2 separate regions of the Danio rerio genome follow, and region 1 is linked to region 2. The links are chromatin contacts, called in public HiChIP or PLAC-seq maps. All regions are on one chromosome and are shown on one strand. The core of a region is the stretch at or near the end of the contact, and the rest is flanking DNA. Distances in the headings are between cores, read along the strand shown. Region 1 holds the start of hycc1 (hyccin PI4KA lipid kinase complex subunit 1). Region 2 holds the start of sp8a (sp8 transcription factor a).

Evidence for each region. HiChIP or PLAC-seq counts read pairs in DNA pulled down with a chosen protein or histone mark.
Region 1: an H3K4me3 HiChIP or PLAC-seq map of embryo shows a contact between it and region 2, with 4 times the contacts expected there. The contact joins the promoter of hycc1 here to the promoter of sp8a in region 2. A contact is called at or near these places in 2 of 18 Hi-C or Micro-C datasets (caudal fin and embryo) and 1 of 4 datasets of contacts at active chromatin or transcription factors (embryo).

Annotation. Positions count from the first base shown.
Region 1 is chr19:2,921,210-2,926,944 of GRCz12tu, reverse strand. hycc1 (hyccin PI4KA lipid kinase complex subunit 1) reads right to left here and starts at 2,781. Exons shown (of 11, transcript NM_205630.1): 1 at 2,684-2,781.
Region 2 is chr19:2,789,451-2,794,701 of GRCz12tu, reverse strand. sp8a (sp8 transcription factor a) reads left to right here and starts at 2,421. Exons shown (of 2, transcript NM_213241.2): 1 at 2,421-2,441; 2 at 3,181-5,251. The coding sequence starts at 2,421. The coding sequence ends at 4,380.

The DNA of each region.
Region 1 (5,735 bases), core at 1,532-4,031, 130 kb before region 2:
AAATTGCGATATGAATAAAATTTCAGAAGACTTGAGCTCTATTTGACATGAAATCATTTACTTGAATTGTAAAAATCTTGTAGAGGAGTGAATCAAAGAGGTTGTGAGAATAAATAAACAAAATTAAAGTGAAATAAGTAGTCAGATATTCAGGTACAGTAATCCGATACGATATTATCATGATATTTTGCCCCCGATTATGATAGATCACGATATCAGCGATACATCACAAGAAAACCATCCACAATATATCATGATATTTGTAAATGAAGTGGGGAAAAAATGCAACAAAAAGTTATAAGATGTATTTTTTTTTATTAACAGCATTTAAACTCACCGGCCACTTTATTAGGTACACCTCACTATTACCAGGTTGGACCTCTTTTTGCCTTCGGAACTGCTTTAATCCTTCAAGGCATAGATTCAATAAGGCACTGGAAATATTCCTCAGAGATTATGCTCCATATTGACATGATAGCATCACGCAGTTGCTGCAGATTTGTCGGCTGCACATATATGATGCCAATCTCCCGTTCCAACACATACCAAAAGTGCTCCATTCGTTTGAGATCGTGTGACTGTGGAGGCCATTTGAGTACAGTGAACTCATTGTCATGTTCAAAATCATTGAAGATCCCAGTAGATCAGCCGTTTCTGAAATACTCAGACAAGCCCGTCTGGCACCAACAACCATGCCACGCTCAAAGGCACTTAAATCCCCTTTCTTCCCCATTCTGATGCTCGCTTTGAACTGCAGCAGATCGTCTTGACCATGTCTACATGCCTAAATGCATTGAGTCGCTGGCATGTGATTGGCTTATTAGAATTTAGCATTAACAAGCCGTTGTACCTAATAAATTGGCCGGTGATATTTCTTAGAATTGCAACATTGATATACCGTATGTTCGATCCGCCATTACAAGAAGCGCCACCTTATGCATGATCGCTGTTTCAAATGTAATGTAAAATGTAAACACGGTCCGTTCTTCATTGATGATCAACAACTATAATTAAACAAATGCAGCGATGTGACTATTGCGAATGCACACATTACGATATTGATGCTGTAACGATATATTGTGCAGTCCTAAAACTGTAAATACAAATAAGCAGGGGCGTTAATTCATGTAAAGTTGGTTTTATATTCACACATTCAGACTTTGCCATTCAATAATACACTAAAGCAGAATTAATAAGGCTAATTCAGATTAATTATACGATTACGAGCACAAAGTGACAACTTGTGACATGATTCTTATATTTTTTACAACACTACTTTGAATATTCGGTCTAAAATAACATGCAAGCATGACTTTAAAACAACATTAGCAATATTTAATAGAATGTAAACATTGCAGTGCTTTGATAGTCAATGGCAGCTATTATGATTTCCTTATTTAGAATTTTCTGAAATTATATTATTAAGGAGACAGAGTCAAAACATGCAAATAAAAAAACTACTTCACCCCAATACATTTTAAACCATTTTCATCCAATAAACCCCATCATCAAATATAAAGGAGACCTATATATACCTTACCACATGACAACCCAATTAACACTGTGACAAATTAATATCATAAATGGGTCGAAGTTGTAATTTGTAAGATATTTAGCTTATATTAAAGTTGCATTATTGGTAAAGTTGGTTTTATATTCACACATTCAGACTTTAGCATTCAATAATACACTAAAGCAGAATTTAAAAGGGCTAATTCAGATTAATTATACTTTAATGAGCATAAAGTGACAACTTTGACAAGGCACTAATATTTTTTACAACACTACTTCAGAAATTCAGTCTGAAATAGCATGCAGATATGACTTTAAAACAACATCAGCACTCTCTGACTGACAGTAAACATTGCTGTGCTTTGATAGTCATTGGCTGCTAATATGATTTCCCATTTAAATGTTTGCAAAGAATAATTTTCTAAAATTATATTATTAAAGAGAAAGTCAAAACATGCAAATATAAAACCAACTTCACCCAAATAGATTTTAAATGCATTAAACCCCCCCACAAAAGATCATTTTTATCCAATAAACCCCATCATAAAATATAAAAAAGACCTATATATAACTTACCACATGACTACCCTTTAAAATACCGAAAAAAATAATATTAAAAATGGGTCTAAGATATAACTTGTAAGATATTTAGCTTATATTAAGCAACATTATTCGCTTACATGCATGATACACACACACTCAAGCATTTCAAATAGAAAACAATGCATGTGAGCACACTAACAAGCACTCAAACATGACTCAAAAATATTCATACACTTAAACCAATACAAGTATGCAAATACAAACCAACATGCATGTAAACACACGGCATACCCATACAAAGCGCATACGCTCATACACACAAATGTGCGTTACATCCACACACACACACACACACACACACTTCAGCAGTGACAGCTCGCGCGCAACTGCCATGTCAACTGCTTAAAACAGCAAACACAGAGTCTGTTCTAAAACACGTGTGCTTTCACATATAAAGTTTGCAAAGACACACACGAACGAGTTTAAAACACATATATGAAGCCTTTTTATTATCATAAGCTGAGTTTGTTCAGTCAGACACATGAGAACAACCGCCGCGCCATCGGTACATGTACACGAGACGCACATTTAGAGCTCAAATAAAGGCTGTTATTAAACATATACTCACTTATCATGCTCTTTAAACAGCTTCCCTCCCGTTCGACACGTTTATGTCTCGGTTAATCCATTTACGCGCTGAAATGACTGAACACACGGGAGTCACTCGCCAGTACTTTCACACACTTCAGTCTAACATGGAGCGAGTTAGGATTTCTGATTGACCGCGGCACGAGCCAATGGCGTAGGAGCATATAAAACCCAACGGCGACTCCACAAATAACAGCCAATCAAGAGATGGCGGAGGCGGGGCTACAGGGTTTCCACTAGCGAGATAGAGTGCATCCGTTGTAACTAGTGTTAAATATATTTATGGTGGCTTGAAAAGCCAACATACTGTTATCTCACGTAAACTTATTATTATTAATGGGGTTTGCCATAGGCAAAGTCCATTCTTACAATTGTGCTGGCTTATTATTCTTCTTCTTCCTTCTTCCGTACCATTTTTCGGCGCGTAACTAGTCCCGCAGCTTTCGTCCCAGACCCTTGAAAGTGGGCTCAAATCGTCCGGTCTTATCGGGAATGGTGTGCTATGACTTTTATAAGGGGTGGGGGGTTTTTTGGCCCCGCAGGGGCCAAAAAACCCCCCCAAAAATCCCATAGACTTAACATTGAGCCGAACTTTGACGACTCACAGCGCCGCGTGTGAAATTCATAGAAATATGGGATTCACAGCATCTGTAGAGGGTTGCAGCCTAAGTGAGAACATACCTTGCAAGGGGGTAAAAGTTGCACCCCTGGGGCTCTAGGACGTCCCAAAGTGCTCCCATTGACTTACATTGGCCCCATTGACTCCCATTCATTTTTCTAGGAGAGCACTAAACGCGCCGCGAAATGGGACGACCTTTTAGGCGTTATAGCGCCAAGTGTGAAATTCGTAGAAATATGGGATTCGCAACATCTGTAGGGGGTTGCAGCCTGTATGAGAACATACCCCAAAAAGGGGTATAAGTTGTACCCCTGGGGTGCTAGGACGTCCCAAAGGGGTCCCCATTGACTTTACATGGCCCATTGACTCCCATTCATTTCTTGACTCACATGTCAATCACATTACATAGCAGTGTCATACAGACTTGGGGGTTGGCTAACTTGACTGAGGCAACCAATCAGCATCTCAATATGATTTTGAAACTCACAAGCCACGCCCCCCCAAACCATTTAAAGACCCTTAATAACTGCCCCATTGACTTAACATGGGGTGGGGCGTCCCATTGCACATCCCATTGACTTCCATTATAAAGGTCACACATCTATAACATTACATAGGAGTGTCATAGAGACATGGGGGTGGGCTCATCTGACTCAGACAACCAATCAGCATCTCAATATGATAATGAAGCTCATAAGCCACGCCCCCAAACTGGTCCCATAGACTGCCATTATAACTGCCCTACATGCATATCTTTGCTTAGCAGTGTCCTATTGGCTTGGGGGATGGCTCATCTGACTCAGACAACCAATGAGCATCTCAATATGATAATGAATCTCACAAGCCACGCCCCCAAACTGGTCCCATAGACTGCCATTATAACTGGCCTACATGAATATCTTTGCTTTAGCAGTGTCCTATTGACTTGGGGGTTGGCTCATTTGACTTGGACAGCCAACCACATTCAAGTTCACTCTGTAACCTCGCCCATAGCAACAAAAGAGAGTACCCTAGCAACCGTTCATCAACAGCTATATCTCAGCATCGGAACATCGTAGAGACTTGGGGATTGGCTCGTTTGACTCATGCTAGCAAACGGAACTTCCTATATGCTACACATGCTAGCAGTGACTAGCTACATGCTAATATTGACTAGCCATGTACTGTAACTTGCTAGAAATGCTCACTAAGTATAAATATTTCATCAGGCATGTATGTGAGGCTTGCCTAGTAACCACCCAGGGTACCCTAGCAACTGCCTAGTAACCGCCCAAATTACCCTAGCAACCGCCTAGCAACCACCTAGCAACCGCCTAGTAACGCCTTAGTAAGGGCCTAGCGACCACTCAGGACACCCTAGCAACCGCCTAGCAACGCCTTAGCAACCACTCAGAATACCCTAGCAACCACCTAGCAACACCTTAGCAACCACCTAGCAACCACTTAGGACACCCTAGCAACCGCCTAGCAACGCCTTAGCAACTACTTAGAATACCCTAGCAACCACCTAGCAACACCTTAGCAACCACCTAGCAACCACTTAGGACACCTTAGCAACCGCCTAGCAACACCTTAGCAACCACTCAGAACACCCTAGCAACCGCCTAGCAACACCTTAGCAACCACCTAGCAACCACTTAGGACACCTTAGCAACCGCCTAGCAACACCTTAGCAACCACCTAGCAACCACTTAGGACACCCTAGCAACCGCCTAGCAACACCTTAGCAACCACTTAGAATACCCTAGCAACCACCTAGCAACTCCTTAGCAACCACCTAGAAACCACTTAGGACACCTTAGCAACCGCCTAGCAACACCTTAGCAACCACCTAGCAACCACTCAGAACACCCTAGCAACCGCCTAGCAACAACTTAGCAACCACTCAGAACACCCTAGCAACGGCCTAGCAACGCCTTTGCAACCACCTAGCAACCACTTAGGACACCTTAGCAACCGCCTAGCAACACCTTAGCAACCACCTAGCAACCACTCAGGACACCATAGCACCCACCTAGCAACACCTTAGCAACCACTCAGAATACCCTAGCAACCACCTAGCAACGCCTTAGCAACCACTTCGAATACCCTAGCAACCACCTAGCAACGCCTTAGCAACCACTTCGAATACCCTAGCAACCACCTAGGAACACCTTAGCAACCACCCAGCAACCACTCAGAACACCCTAGCAACCGCCTAGCAACACCTTAGCAACCACCTATCAACCACTTAGGACACCTTAGCAACCACCTAGCAACACCTTAGCAACCACCTAGCAACCACTCAGGACACCCTAGCAACCGCCTAGCAACACTTTAGCAACCACTCAGAACACCCTAGCAACCATTCAGAACACCCTAGCAACCAAAACAAATACATTGTACCCCATCGATTTGCCACGCAAACCCCATT
Region 2 (5,251 bases), core at 1,172-3,671:
ATGCAAAAATGACATTTTTTTATTTGCCGTTTTCTTTTTTCCACCCAACAAATGTGGTTTCTCGTGATTGGCTTTAATTGTCATGCATCATGTAATTGGCGGATATTAAAGCTGCTCTCTGTGCATTTCTGAGCAGATATTTGATGTTCGCTCGAAAACCAACAAGCAAACAATTAAAGTCCCCCCTCACTGCGTGTCTCTCTCGGTCGGTGCGTTTTGTCGGTGCTCGATGGTCCGTGTTAACGCGCTTATTATGAGAACAGGTTCCTCACGGGATTTCTGCACATATACGTGTGGGAAAGAATGTAGAGAGAGAGAGAGAGAGAGAGAGAGAGAGAGAGAGAGAGAGAGAGAGAGAGAGAGAGAGAGAGAGAAAGAGAGAGAGAGAGAGAGAGAGAGTATTGAATAATATATTGAATAATAATATATTGAATAATAATATGTTCATTATTTATATTTTTAATCATTATTATTATTATTACTACTGTGCATTTTATTATATATGCATTTTTTTCTTTTTTATGTAAACTTTAGAACTTGTAAAGCAATTATAATTGAATTGAATTGAATTGAATTGAGAGAGAGAGAGAGAGAGAGAGAGAGAGAGAGAGATCTGTTCAACATACACGTACGCGCGCATTTCTGTATCATGATGACCTCTGAACTCTGTTTACCTCATTGATATTATTTAATATTTTTATTTAAATATGACGTTCAATTTATGCTTGAGAAATATAATTTAAATTAAAAATTTTGATTTTCAAGGGGAAAAATCCAAAGCCTAAAGTGAATAAAACACAGTATTTTTCCTTGATTATGCTATTTATCCAATGTTTCTTCATCTAAAATATGAAAGAATTTAAATAAATAAATAAATCCCTGGTTCATTCCGCTGTGGCGACCCCAGATTAATAAAGGGACTAAGCAGAAAACGAACGAATGAATGATAAATAAATTACTAGGTTGATATTTCATACTATATCATTTAACTGTTGCATTTTTTCATCAATCAGACAGCAGGATGACATCAAACTTCTACCTCTATTAAAACAATAGCACACAAATACACATAAATGCTTCAAATGTATTATAAAATCAAGCGAGTCTCTAAATCTGATAAACTATATAATCGTGATGACCTGAAAGCTGAATTGATCCTGCGCGTGGTTTTTAATTAACTTTCCCCGCTGCCTGTAGCCTAATGATCGAACATTAGTATCAAACAAATAAAAATCGCGTGATTAAAGCTCACCTCTTTATTAAATCTGAAAGTCAAATTAAACACGGAGTGTGCACGTGGGCCGCATGTTGATGCGTTTTAATCTGGTTGAGCGCGTGCATGTGACACAGCAACCAACAGATTTTTTTATATGCATATTATTTGTTTTGTTCATATTTATAAATACAGCAGTGTCAAAACACAACATTTAGGATTTAAAATCTAATAAAGAGCTCGAAAATATTAGATAATGCTATGAAATGTAAAGGCTAAAGTATATAGGCTTATGTTTATAATTATATATATATATATATATATATATATATATATATATATATATATTCTAGTATATTATATATTTTCTTTTTAAAATATTATATCTTTCTAGACCAATATAATCAATGGAATAAAATATTTTTGTGTGCGCGCGCAGGAGGAATGCTTTATAAATGCTGCTCTAATCATACACTCAAATTGCTTAAAGGCATATAAAAAATGTCTTAAAGTCTTTTTTGCACCCCATTATATAAGTAAAAAATACTGCAATTTATTCTCTACAAATTTGCACTAAATTAAGTGTTTCTCATGACCAAGAGTGGCCTAAATGAGATCAGAAACAGCAGCACAGGACTGTGCGTGGATGAAGCGCGCATGAATCTCTATTGTGAATGAGATGAAAGAGGACAGAGCTCGTGGATGAAGTTCATCTGCTGTTGTTTGTAAAGCTCCTGCTCCTCCACGTGCAACACCCACTTCCGCCCTCCATCCACGCCCTCACCAACCCGGTGTAAAAAATCTCTTACGCATAAATAATACAGATTTTAATATTTAGATCATTTAAATGTATATATTATTGTTAAATGTTGCACTGTGCAAAAATAAACATTCACATGCATCTCATTAGAATAAAATATTAGTCACCCTTACATGGGTTACCCTAACAATTAAAAAAAAAAGGTCTAGTAAAGATTGACTCCCCCGCCCGTCCCTCCTCCCACTTGTAAACAATTACCAGTGCAACACGTCATCGAGATGACATCATCGCCGAACGCGCATTCCCTAAGATTTCAGCTGATCTGATTGGTCGCACTGGCTCTGGTGGATCTTCAAAGCCGGAGCCGAAAGCATTTGTGCTGCGGTGGGCGGTAAAAGTCTCCAAAACAGCCGAGGGACTTATAAATGTAAAGACCTTTCGCAGGTGATGGCAACTTCACTTCTTGGGGTGAGTACGGATGCATCTCTATGCGTTAAGCTGGCTGGGACATACTTCGTGTGTCTGTTGGAGATTTTTTAAACTGAAATGAGACGAATTTAAGATGATTTAATCTGATGTTTATATTAATATACGCTAGTGATATGAATGACGGTGCGTAATCCGTGCGTAATGCTGACCTGTTAGGCTAGATTAAGGTCACATGAGCCTGCAGAATGTTTACAATTCTTAGGGCGTTGATTGGAAATAATGTTCGTAGAACATTTCTTTGAATACCTCAAGTTTAAATTATCCCTAACTAAAAAAGGAGATTAAACAATCGATATCGGCTAATTTTATTATAGATTTGCTGGGTCATACATAAGGTTTACGTGTATTTAAACAGAGTTAAATGTTGTCCAAAAGGATCAGACTGTAAAACTGGTTCTAACTGGAACTTTCTGTTTTTATGAGCAGTGTTGCCGATGGCAGAACAGAGTCGGAAAAGTTTAATGCAAGGATAAAATCACAGCGGGTTGAGTTTAAACAACATAAACTTTTGCTTTGGTAAAAAAGCCAATTAAACGCAACAAAAAAAAAATCCATCAAGTTTCACTGCTGTATTTTCATGAACTAATGATTTCCTTGAAAAAAATATCTTTGAAAGAATACTAATCAAATTGTGCGCGTTTTCATAAATTGCTTATAATTTGCAATACGCCAAACTCCTTTTCTTTCTTGTTAACACTGGGTTTTTGTATGCGCACAGGAGGAACCAAGGGTTGGATCCACTCCATTGGCCATGTTAGCAGCAACCTGTAACAAAATAGGGAGTTCGAGTCCCCCCTCGGACAGCGGCTCGTTTGGGAAAGGCGGCTTTCACCCTTGGAAACGCGCAGCGCCCAGCAGCTGCTCTCTCTCCCCGTTCGGCGCGCAGAGGAACGACTCTTTCAGCGCCAACAGCTCGTTCTCCTTAACGGGCACCACCACCTCCACCAGCCCGTTTGGAAACGACTATCCGGTGTTTCAAACTTCAGTCGCCAACAGTTCTCAGGACCCGAGCGCGCAGTCCGTGTTCATCTCGAAAGTGGACTCTCTCCAGGGGATTTACCCGAGGATGAGCGTCGCGCACCCGTACGAGACGTGGTTCAAATCCGCGCATGCTGGCATCTCCTCCGGGGATGGGAGCGGATCCTCCTGGTGGGATGTTGGCACAGGTTGGATTGATGTTCAAAGCGCGAATGGTGCCGCGCTTCAGACCTCTTTGCATTCGCCCCTGAGCGGCTATAACTCAGACTATCCCTCCCTCACTCACTCCGCGTTCAGTGCCAGCCCGTCTCCACATCTCCTAAGCAGTGGGCAGCACCTGATGGACGGGTTCAAACCAGTTCTCTCCGCCACCTACACAGACAGCAGCACTGGTGCCAACAGCGCGGTTTTAGGAGGGTCTCCTGTGGTGCCGTTGGCCGGGTCTCCGCGTTCCTCCACCAGGCGCTACTCGGGCAGAGCGACCTGTGACTGTCCGAACTGTCAGGAGGCGGAGAGACTGGGGCCTGCGGGGGCCAGTCTACGCAGAAAGGGGCTCCACAGCTGCCACATCCCGGGCTGCGGGAAAGTATACGGAAAGACCTCTCACCTCAAAGCGCATTTGCGCTGGCACACCGGCGAGAGGCCGTTCGTGTGTAACTGGCTCTTCTGTGGGAAGCGCTTCACCAGATCCGACGAGCTCCAGCGACATTTACGCACACACACCGGGGAAAAGAGATTCTCCTGTCCAGTGTGTAACAAGCGCTTCATGCGCAGTGATCATCTCAGTAAACACGTAAAAACGCACAGCGCCGGGGAACCCGGGTCTAACGGGCTTAAAAAGAGCAGCGATACCGACAGCGAACAGAGTGTACCGGGCAGCCCAGCCTGCCAATCCCCGGAAATGATCCACAACACAGAACCCGTCCAGAACGGACTCTGAAAAGAACTAAATGCATGCGTGCATTCTTAAAGATAAAGGTTCAAATGAGAAGCAAAACATAAATATAACTGCATTCTCAAATTATTGGAAAACTTGCATAGTGCGTACAAATCTGAAGAACCGAAAAACACAGCATAAAGCGTTTAATCTCCAAAGAGCCGCACATTCTTAAAAATAAAGCTTCTAAAAAAAGAGTTGTTTCTTCTGAGCGATGCAATAAATCTTTTAAAAAGTTCCTAAATTAATAATACAACTCTAAAGGACACTTTTCCACTACAAAGCACTTTTTTGTGGAATGGAAACTGGTCTCAAACAAGTTCCCAATTGAGCCACAGGTGCCAATAAACCTTTCCTTTTGGAAAAGAGCAACTCTTATTCTTGTTAAGAAGTTCAGATTTTGTGTGCGTTCAAGAGGCTGCGATGTTCATTGACGAGCCTTTATGTTTAAGAATGTTCAGTGCGCATTTAAAGGCCAGTGGATTTATCAGAATAGACGCAAATGTTCAAAAATGTTTAATGATAATTGTCTGTAAATCAGCAGAAGGTCTCTCTCAGGTGTTCTTGGATATTTAAACCACTCCTTCATGAATAAAGTGATCAAATAACCTCGCAATGGAGGTAAAGATGAAACAAACTGCTGAACTTATTTGCGCTGCATTTCCAGATTCCCCATTCACTCCTGTCTCTTGAGGCACTTTATTACTTCAGATAGGAAATCAAGGATTTTATTTCTTAGCAGCTGCACGTTTGTTTTTATTAAACGGTTTTATTTTGTGCAACTTGATTTTGAAATGCAAAGTCTCTAATCGAGTGAATCTACGAAAACTCACGCATCATCTGGAGGTTAAAAGCGCGCTTTTGTACATTAGTC